2 separate regions of the Rattus norvegicus genome follow, and region 1 is linked to region 2. Evidence: chromatin contacts called from public Hi-C data. All regions are on one chromosome and are shown on one strand. Each heading gives the region's core, a stretch centred on a gene start, on an enhancer-like site or on the middle of the called end of the contact. The rest is flanking DNA. Distances are from core to core; before and after follow the strand shown.

Region 1 (4,625 bases), core at 161-2,660, 270 kb before region 2:
GCATCAACACAAAGCATCCCTAATATTTTGACTCCCCTCAGGCTCTCCTGACTGCTGTCTTTAATACCACCTCTTTAAGAGAGATCCATTTAATTGTTTGGGTCCCCTGAGGGCCCCCTGCCGAGGGGAGGGAGACCCCCTCTTCTTTGGAAGCACGGATCTGGTAGAGCAGGACCTGGGGTCCACTGACCTTCCAGGGGGTCTGTGGATATAATTCAGAGGTTCGTGAACTTGGAAGAGAAAATGTTACCCTGATATCTTCTCAAACCTCTACCTGAGTATGGATAACAGACCACAGAGGCTTCGATTGCACCTGCAACTTTTTGTCACAGTGAACACCACAGCTATTGCGACACCTCAGTACAGCCGTACCGCAGGCCACGTGCTGTCATTTCTGTAGCTTGTGGTTTTCAGTTTGCAGTCATCATTTAACCTGATTATGGGTACTGTTGCTTAACGGGTTGTCAGAAGACACTCACTTACATACCGCAAATTTGTCTCTTTAGTCTTGGGTAACTACCTCTCAACATAATTAGCTCCACTGGAAATGACGTTATCTCCTATTACGCTTTGGAAAATATTATTTTAGATGGAGCTCATATTCTACCCGATTGTGACAGGAGTCCCTGGCAGAAAAAGTCAAGAGCCCTTGCTTTGGAGAAAATGTGACCGACCAGTCGACACCTTGAAGTGCCATTTAGGAATCCCAAGGCCTGTACATCTCTCTTCCCAGCCAGATCGTCTGAGAAGTCCCCGGGGTGCTCTGAGCACGGATGCCTATTGACAAGTCATTATCTCTCCCTTCCACAGGCCGTACATTCTGAACAGAGGCTCGCATCAGCTGGATGGACAGGAACAGTGAAGATGCCCTGGGGTCTTCAGTTCTGGAAGTAGGCTCCGAGCTTGTCATTCACCGGAAACCAATGGAAGGCTGGGAAGGCTGTGCTACTGAAATCCCCAAGGAGAGCGGGGCCCAGAAGGTACTTGGTGTTCTGGTACACCACTATCGGGCAGTAACCGGCACACACCTGGCTGTCATGGCAACTACAGGAGTCTGGCCCGACTTCTGAAGTGAATTTTACAGATCGGTGAATGTGCACCTGTCTGTCGTTCTCCTTTTAACTGGATCTTGTGCTTCCGATTCTATAAATAACCCCCGTGCCAGACAACGGAAAGACAGGGACAGGTTCCATTTTTAGACACCTTACTCCAGCCCTCTCTGAGGAATCTCAGTGACTCTAGAGTAGAAATGCAGGTCAGGAGGTGTGAAAGCCCCGACCAGACCTGGAAGATGGTGCTGGCAGAGCTGCCAGCAGGTGGCGCTAGGGCACCACCTCCGACTGGGTAGATGCCTTCAAGGCCATTGAGGGAATAATTTCCGATGCTGAAGACAAGCTCCACCCACCAGACCTTCAGACCATCCTCCTAGGTCCTGTCTCCTCCCCTCTAACAGCTCTTCCCGGCTTGCTAGGGAGAAGGGAGGTGGGAGAAGGGTCGGGAGGTGTGTAACCTCCACAAAACTGGGTAACTCAGGGAACAGTTTCGATGACGGAAATGCTCCTGTGGCAGAAGACGTGACAGACTTGGAGTGACTGTGTTGATCCACAGAGAGACAGCATTAAAAGCACTATGACGGGGGGCTGGGGATTTAGCTCAGTGGTAGAGCGCTTACCTAGGAAGCGCAAGGTCCTGGATTCGGTCCCCAGCTCCGAAAAAAAAAAAAAAAAAAAAAAAAAGCACTATGACGATATCAGCTAAGAGCCTTGCAAGTAGGTCAAAGTAAGTCGCCAGTGTGACCTCCCTGTCTGTCCCATGACTGGGTCATAGTTTCCCCCTGACATCAACACCTCCTTCAGTGACAAGGTACACGGGGCAAGTTCCCAAACAAGAACCAGGGCCAAGGTGAGGAGTGGGAAAGAAAGATGGCAGGCAGAGAAAGCCAGGAGATTTCAAAGGTGGCAAAGGAAGATGTTTTCTTCAGAGACCGAGGCAGGGCAGAGTGAAGACTGAGGTCCATACCCTGGCGTAGGCCCCCCTTTGTCCAGGTTGAAAACTTGTTTGGGGTTGAGCAGGTAGTGGAATTTCTGAAGAATTCTACAGGGGAAAAAAAACCACAACGATAGAGTTGAGAAATGGTAGGGTATCAGTCACATAGGGCAGGCGTCTGTGGTGAGGTTCTCCAGGTGCTTAAACCCAAGACGGGACATGGTACATGCAGACCCCGATATCCCAGTACACCTAGCATCCACACATCCTTCCCTCTGGCCCAAAGCTGCCCCTCCATCTGACTCCAGCCCCACCCTATGGACTGCTAATCGCTATGACAGAGAACAGGACTGCTGTCCTAAAGCTTCCTCCGTGTTAGAGACCTCTGGGTATTCTATGTGTTGTAGACTATCCAGGGGTGCTGAAGGCTCCTAGGCAGAGGGCCAGCATCCTCATAAGAGTACATGAGGAGAAGGAGAGGCTAGGAAGCCGAGGGCCTTGGTTTCTAGGCTCTACCTTGAGACCATTAGGCTGGGCCAGGAGGGTGTCTTGCTGTAAGGACTCATAGTTCTTGCTTGGGTCCAACCTAAGCCTTGATCCCTGCTCTCCAAACCATCTGCTCATTTCCCAGACTGAGCAGGCCTGGAAGTCAGAGTGGTTCTGCCTGCCCCCATCTCTTCTCCCACTCCATTGTGCTTACTCCAGCTTCCCCCAAACCCTGCATTTGCTTCACTGATAAGATGGGGTCGGGGCTAGGCCAGGTGGTCCTAAGCAGTTGAATCTCATCAAGTCTTTAAAACCAAGTCCTGCTGTGGGATAGGAAGGAACAGGCCCCTCAGAACTTGACTCTGGCGGCCTTCACAGAGGCTCACGTGGCAGGTCCGAGGTTAAGCACTAGGTCCGTTCTAATCCTTAAAGTAACGTGTGAGAGGTGATTTCACTGCTATCTACGTCATGGGGGTGGTGACTGAGGCACGGTTATTAACTCACCTGGGCCAGATGATGAACTGACCACAGGCCCAGGTTTTTTAACTGTACAGGTTACTATGTTGGGGCTGAGGGGAGGAAGGGGCTTGGTCAGGTTGGTTTAGCCTGTTTTGAAAGTAGAGAGGACTTACCTTTCTCCTTGTCTTCCTCCACTCTTGGGGTTCACCAGGACCAGCAGGGGATGCGTCCCCGGACTTGGGATGATCTTATACTTAAAAAATGAGAAGGAAGAGAAGTTAGCTTCATTCAGTCGTGGTAGGAGATGAAAGCAGGTGTTGAGACAGCTTTGGAAGGTGGAGGGAGAGCAGGCCCAGGCATGGAGCAGAGGAAGGGGCTGCTTACTGAGCTTCCTGGGGGAGACATGGCCGACTGCAGCCTGAGGGGCTTTTAAAGGGGGTGAATGGCAATGAGAGTTGGAGGTCGGGATCGGGGATGGGGCGATGACACCAGCTTCAAATTATACAGTCATGTGGCATCATGCCCACAGCACGAGATCAAAATAGTCAAGCACAGCAGTTCTCAACCTTCCCGGTGCTGCGAGCCTTTAATGCAATTCTTCATGTGGTGGAGACCCGAGTGCCCCCTCCCCCCATCATCTTGTTGCTACTTCATAACTGTAATGTTGGTACTGTTATGAATCAATATAAATCTGATATGCAGGACGTCTGGTTTATGACCCCGAGGGATCCAGACCCACAGGTTGAGAGCTGCAGGTCTAAAGGGTACATCTACCAACTCATGTGTCAATGAAATGAACGCTTACGGGGCACTGAGGGCCCAGCACTGTCCAAATCCTGTGGCCACACCCGATTTTCCTCCTACACCCGTTTCTCACTGTGAGGTCTATCCTCCTCTGATGCCTCACTGCTGAGGGCACTTCACCGATGGTACCACATAACAGGCCCAGACAAGTTGTCTTTCTCATAAGCCTAGCGGTCCCTCCCTTCCTGTTAATGGTGTGGTTACTCAGATGGACATACAGGCAGAGATCCTGACCTGACAAGTCCTTCCCTAAGCATTTCCCTGGCAGCCACTGTGGCCCCATGCCTTTGAGGCCTTTCCTACCCACACTGTATCCTCCACACCCCCCACCCCAGTTCCTTCCTGGGACACCACATCAAACATGCCGTTCCTGTTAAAGCATCTGTGACAACACCCTGATCGCCTTCAGGATCAGATTCTAGTCTCTAAGCCTTCTCAGCCTTGCCCCTGGCTTCTGCTCTCCCCATTCCTCCTGTCCCCCAGCAACCACCCCAGAAGCTGGCTGCCACCCTCCAGTGAGTGTGTCCACCCCTGCGTATGCTCACTCTCCAGTGAGTGAGTCGGCCCCTGCATATGCTCACCCCTGCAAGTGCTCTTGTCCCATGGCTTGAAACACTCTCTTCTTTGTAACCTCTTAAAGAAGTCCAGAATAAGCCGGGCAGTGGTGGCACACACCTTCAATTCCAGCATTTGGGAGGCAAGACAGGTGGGTCTCTGTGAGTTCCAGGGCAGCCTGGTCTACAGAGTTAGTTCCAGGACAGCCAAGCTACAGAGAAACCTAACCCATGGCCCAGTTCCAGTCATCACCTGTGACGTTGCCCTCAGCCAGAGCAACTAAAGACTATGGCAATGTGACCTGTGTAGTATTTCCTACTGCAGTGTGACCCTTG
Region 2 (4,851 bases), core at 1,647-4,146:
AGAAGTGGCTGATTTCTTGGCATTATGCTGCCACCTTGTGGCTCATTTATTGACTTGACAGAAGAGCATTGTCACAAAGGCGCAGAAGCAGAGAGATAGTCCTCGGATTTTTTTAGTGAGAGTAGCAGGGTGAGTAGTCTTCCAGGAACAAAGGAAAGGGGGCAAGCCCATTCAGACATAAAATACGTGAGGCACACAGCCCACCATAGGAACTAGGGACTAGTAGTGTGCGGGGTTCCCTCAGTACCGGTAAACGCCAAGAGCAAGAGGATAACGTGGACAGCCGACAGCCGCAATGGGAGAGCACTCTGAATGGACCCAGGTGTTGGTGACTCCTTAGATGGGGAAAATAGCAGATTCACAAAGGGCACAAGATCCTTTCTCTTTAGTCCTGGGTGACTCTTTCTGCAGGTGGCACACCCAGAGTCCTTTCATCCTGCTGTAATCTTTCCTGTTCCCTTCCTGTTCCTTAAAAAAACAAACAACCCCCCCACAAACCAACAAAATGAACAAAACCACACACACACAAACCAACAAAACAAACAAAATCACACACATACATACACATATCAACAAAAACACACACACAAACCAACAAAACAAAATCACACACACACACACCCACACACACCAACAAAACAAAACACACACACCCCACATTATTTCATTTCCTCGCTTCAATTTTGTTTTTCTACTCCCTCCCTCTCATTTTAGCACAGCAGAGTTAGAGGTATAGGATACCTGCTTACAAATGAGAGGGAAAAAAAATTCCAGCACAGCTCAAGTGACTTTGAACAGAGGATCATGGAGCCTTCCTAATCTGTAAAGCAAGGTAAAAGTGTCTTTCTACAGAGGGCAGGCTGAGGGTAAAATGGCAGTCAAGTGTACAGTTTAACACTTGACTTGAAGTTGTCAATAAGAAGGGGGTTTTGCCAGGCTGGAGGAGCTACGGGCACTTAAATGGATGTTGGGAAGGGAGAGTCATATTTCTGGGTGGGGAAGAATTCCATGTGGAGAAGATACTGGTTGTCAACCTTCCTAATGCTCTGAACATTTAATACAGTTCCTCATGTTGTGGTGACCTTCAACCATGAAATTCTTGTTGCTACTTCGTAACTGTAATTCTGCTACTGTTGTGAATTGTAAGGAAAAGAAAAGATATATAAGATATCTGTGATCGGGCTGGACATGGCTCAGCAGTTAAGAGCACTGGCTGCTCTTCCAGAGGTCCTGAGTTCAAATCCCAGTAACTACATGTTGGCTCACAACCTCTTGAAAGGGGATCCAGTGCCCTCTTCTGGAGTGTCTGAAGACACTGCCCCGTCTATGCACAATTCCTACTTATGAAGGAAATGTGAAAGCTGCCCATTCTGTAGCCAATGGATAGGCTGTGGTCCTCTCACATAAAACTTAGAAGAGAAAAAAAAGTGTTGTTTTCCTAGAAATTACTACGAAATTCCTGTCACATTTATTTTTCAAAAATAGCCTACCAAGCAGAAAGAAAAATATCTCGATTTTTCCCAGTGGTTAATGAAAACATACTTAACAAACCCTGTTGCTTTTGCAGAGCCCCCAGTGCCTCGGATTAATCCGGTGACAAGAAAGGAAGAACAAGGAGAAAGAACGAGTTTATTTACATGATGTCTGTGTCTCTGCAGACTTCTCCGTGGGACCTAAGTGATTACAACACTGGACATCTGTCTGGGTGCATGTTTGCTCTGTCTGTCAACTGAGGAAAAAGCACTCAGGCACTCGTCAACCACAGAACCTTAGGTTAACAGCCACCTCTGGACACCGTGACTGGAGAGCATACACTGTCGCTTACATAACTTCTTGCTAGTCTCAGTCTAAATGAGGAAACCATAAGACAATCTAGATGGGAGTTACCACAGCACGCATGGCTTGAGCCTTGAAAAGCGTTCATGTCTCAGTAACAACAAAAGCCAAAGATGCTGCTGTCTGGGCTCAAGGAGGGGAAGACGGGGAGCAAAGACAATCACCTAACTGCACGTGCCACGTGACCGTAACATACTCTGTCACACATGTTTATGGGGTCAACTGGAGAGACGAAGTATGATTTGAATGTCGGGGACCTATTTTTTCAAGGAGGGAAAAACTGTCTTTCAGAAAAACACATTTAGATGTCCGTCATCCATGCAATGAAGTCAGCTACTTTTCCAATGGTACAATAGACATCAAATAGAGCCGAACATTAACAACTGGATTCACTGAGCATTTTCTTAAGTCTTCCAAGGTTAGCAAGTCTAAATGTTTTCAAAGCGAAGAGTTGGAGGGGCCCTGCGTGGAGATCAGGCAGTGCAATGACTCTGCCCTTCAGAGTCATTGATGACTACAGAAGCAAACCACCTGAGCCATCAAACTGTTGGGTCGAATGTTGGTAAAGATTCTGCCTGGACACAAGAACCACTTGAATGAAGTATTTTAAGATTTAGTTCACTGGACCGGCCTTTTGGACCGGTAACGCGTGAGGCTAAGTTACGGACAACAGAATGCTGACTACTGATGCTTTCTACTGCAGTCTTCGCTATTCCTGAAGAGAGTTACATCCCCCGTTGCTGGACGGCAGCCATCGTGACGGTTCACATAGGGCCTAGTGCAGCACCCATCGCTAATGGTAAATCTTTAACGCGGTGTTAGATGATTCTGTTAGACTAGAAACAAGCTCTTCTCCATCTTCTCTCCCCGGCCCTGGCCCTCAAGCGTTAGCTTACTCACCTCAGGGCAAGGAAGCGAAAGCTGTGCTATGAGCGAGCCACTGGATGAGAAGCAGGTTAGCTAAAAGGTCTCTGTGGCAGTTGCTTACCTTGGCTCCGGTTTTAGACATTGTAAGTGCAGAGGTTGACTCCCGCACTACTGAGAGAGATTCAGGGCAGCTCTGGGGTTACAGGCACGGGGACATTTATATGGAGTGGCTTCAAGTCAAACATCTGCTTAGTCATGAGAATTGGATCCAAAATTTGAGTCAGTCATTTAGAGTCTATTGATGGTTGCTAGAAAAACAATTGGGATTATGAAATAAAGGAGAGCGCCGTGGTCCCTTTAGTGCTCACCCAGCCCTGCTGCATTGTACACTTTGCTGAATCAAGGCACCAAAAACCCAGCCAAAAGTTTTAAAGGTTCAAAAACAGGTCTTTCTCTGTGCAGTTTGTTTTCCTCAGCCAACGACCTCTTGGACATTCCTAACGTCTTTTTATCCTTCAACAGAGAGCCTTCAGAAGAAGCCAAAGACCACCCTCTACTTCTGGGTAAGCAAATTCACTAAGAACTAAGAGTCAAGAAGGCTCACCTTTGGCGGGGGGTTGGGAGTCCCCCAAAACATTTAAATGTTTTAAATGTGGATTATGTTAGGTGTATCAGTGTTTGGCTCCAATTTGATTACTGCCATAAAACTAGGAAAGATGTCTGCTTTCGGCAAATGCATGCTGATATGTTTAGGAATAAGATAATGTCACCAACTTCCTCTCAAGCTTTGAAGGAGAAGACTGAGTGTGGCAAATGTAACACCTGGGCACTCTACTCACAGCACATAGGGTTCAACGGCCTAACCTTTCCTTCCTCCTTCCCTCCCCTCTCCCTCCCCTCCCCCTCCCTCCCTCCTTTCTTCTTTTCTTAAGAGTCTTACTATGTTATGTATCACTGCTGGCCTGGAACCCACTGTGCAGCTGAGGCTACCTTCAAGTTCATGGCAATCGTCCTGCTTCAGGAATCACGAGTTTGCCTCACCAAGGTCAACTCACTTATCATTGCAAATGTCTTTCAATTAGGGAGACTCACACAGTGCCATGTACACAGGGGCAGAAAGCTGCCTTGAGACTCCAGAACTTTCTGAGCCAGACGCTCTCTGCCTGTCACACTGGGATCTTCTCAAGCAAAAGTTTCATCTCTAACTTTGGGAATAAGATGAAGACTTTGTACAATAAACTCAGAGAAACACCATGTCAGCTCTTCCCCCTTTTAAACTTTCCCAGCCAAGCTCAGTCTTCTTCGAAGTCCAACTTCACCTTTCCACTAACAAATCTCCAACGGGTATCTTTACGAATGTAGTACACAAGAGTGTTCCGCTTAGGAAGGGCAACTCTAGGGGCTGGAGGGGCTCAGCAGTTAGCAGCGCTTCCTGCTTTTGTAGAGGATTGGACGTCAGTCTAACAGCAGCCCCGCCCAGAGTAGCTCCCAGCTCCAGTCCCAGCTCCTGGAGACCTGACTCATTCGGCCTCCTTTAGCATCCACCAGTGGACACACACACACACACACACACACACACACACACACACACACACGCTCACATGCAGGCACATACTCACATATATACACATATGTACTTAATAATAAAAATAAATCTTTTAAAATGTGCTTTGACATGTAGATTACCAAGAAGCAAATAAACCACGGAATGCATTTGCTTCCTCAATTGTATGCACTTTAAATCCTGTCATGCCATCCCCTCTGGTTCTTCATACTTTGTTTATTCCAATTTCATGCTAAAGTAAAAACTACCAAAGCTTCGAAGGCTTAACAAGCAGGAAGAGAGTTTATTTTACTTGAGAACTAAGAGTGCTGCGCTGTGAGGATAACTAGTAGTTAAATGACCTGCGAGAGTGACTGGCTCATCTCTCTCGCTGTCTTAAAGGACAGGGCTTCACAGCCATATAAACCAAGTCTGGCACAGTAACAGAATAACAACAGACACCTTTCATTAAAGTTAAAAGTAAAACATCTTTTTAACAAAAGGAGAAAAATTACTTTTTAGAGTTTATTGAAATTTGAAGCAGAAAGTAAAAAAAAATTATACAATTTCCTGTGTTTTATACTTTAAGGCCTAAAATACTATTT

What was found. Hi-C and Micro-C count contacts between places; a contact is called where the count stands out from the background.
Region 1: a contact with region 2 is called in a Hi-C map of kidney, with 5 times the contacts expected there. The contact joins the enhancer-like site here to the promoter of Crygs in region 2. A contact is called at or near these places in 12 of 12 Hi-C or Micro-C datasets (the A7r5 cell line, the Rat2 cell line, Schwann cells and 7 more).

Annotation. Positions count from the first base shown.
Region 1 is chr11:91,979,771-91,984,395 of GRCr8, reverse strand. Dgkg (diacylglycerol kinase, gamma) reads right to left here. Exons shown (of 25, transcript NM_013126.2): 15 at 3,105-3,184; 16 at 2,020-2,094. Among named protein-coding and RNA genes, the nearest start is that of Dgkg, 93 kb to the right of the region's middle. Within about 2 kb of position 1,410, at least 12 of the 93 cell types and tissues checked have an H3K27ac peak or open chromatin away from gene starts, as enhancers often do. A contact at or near this core is called in kidney, where this site is marked.
Region 2 is chr11:91,709,800-91,714,650 of GRCr8, reverse strand. It overlaps Crygs (crystallin, gamma S), which reads right to left and starts at 2,896. Exons shown (of 3, transcript NM_001109553.1): 1 at 2,825-2,896. The coding sequence starts at 2,845. It also overlaps a transcript of Tbccd1 not described here.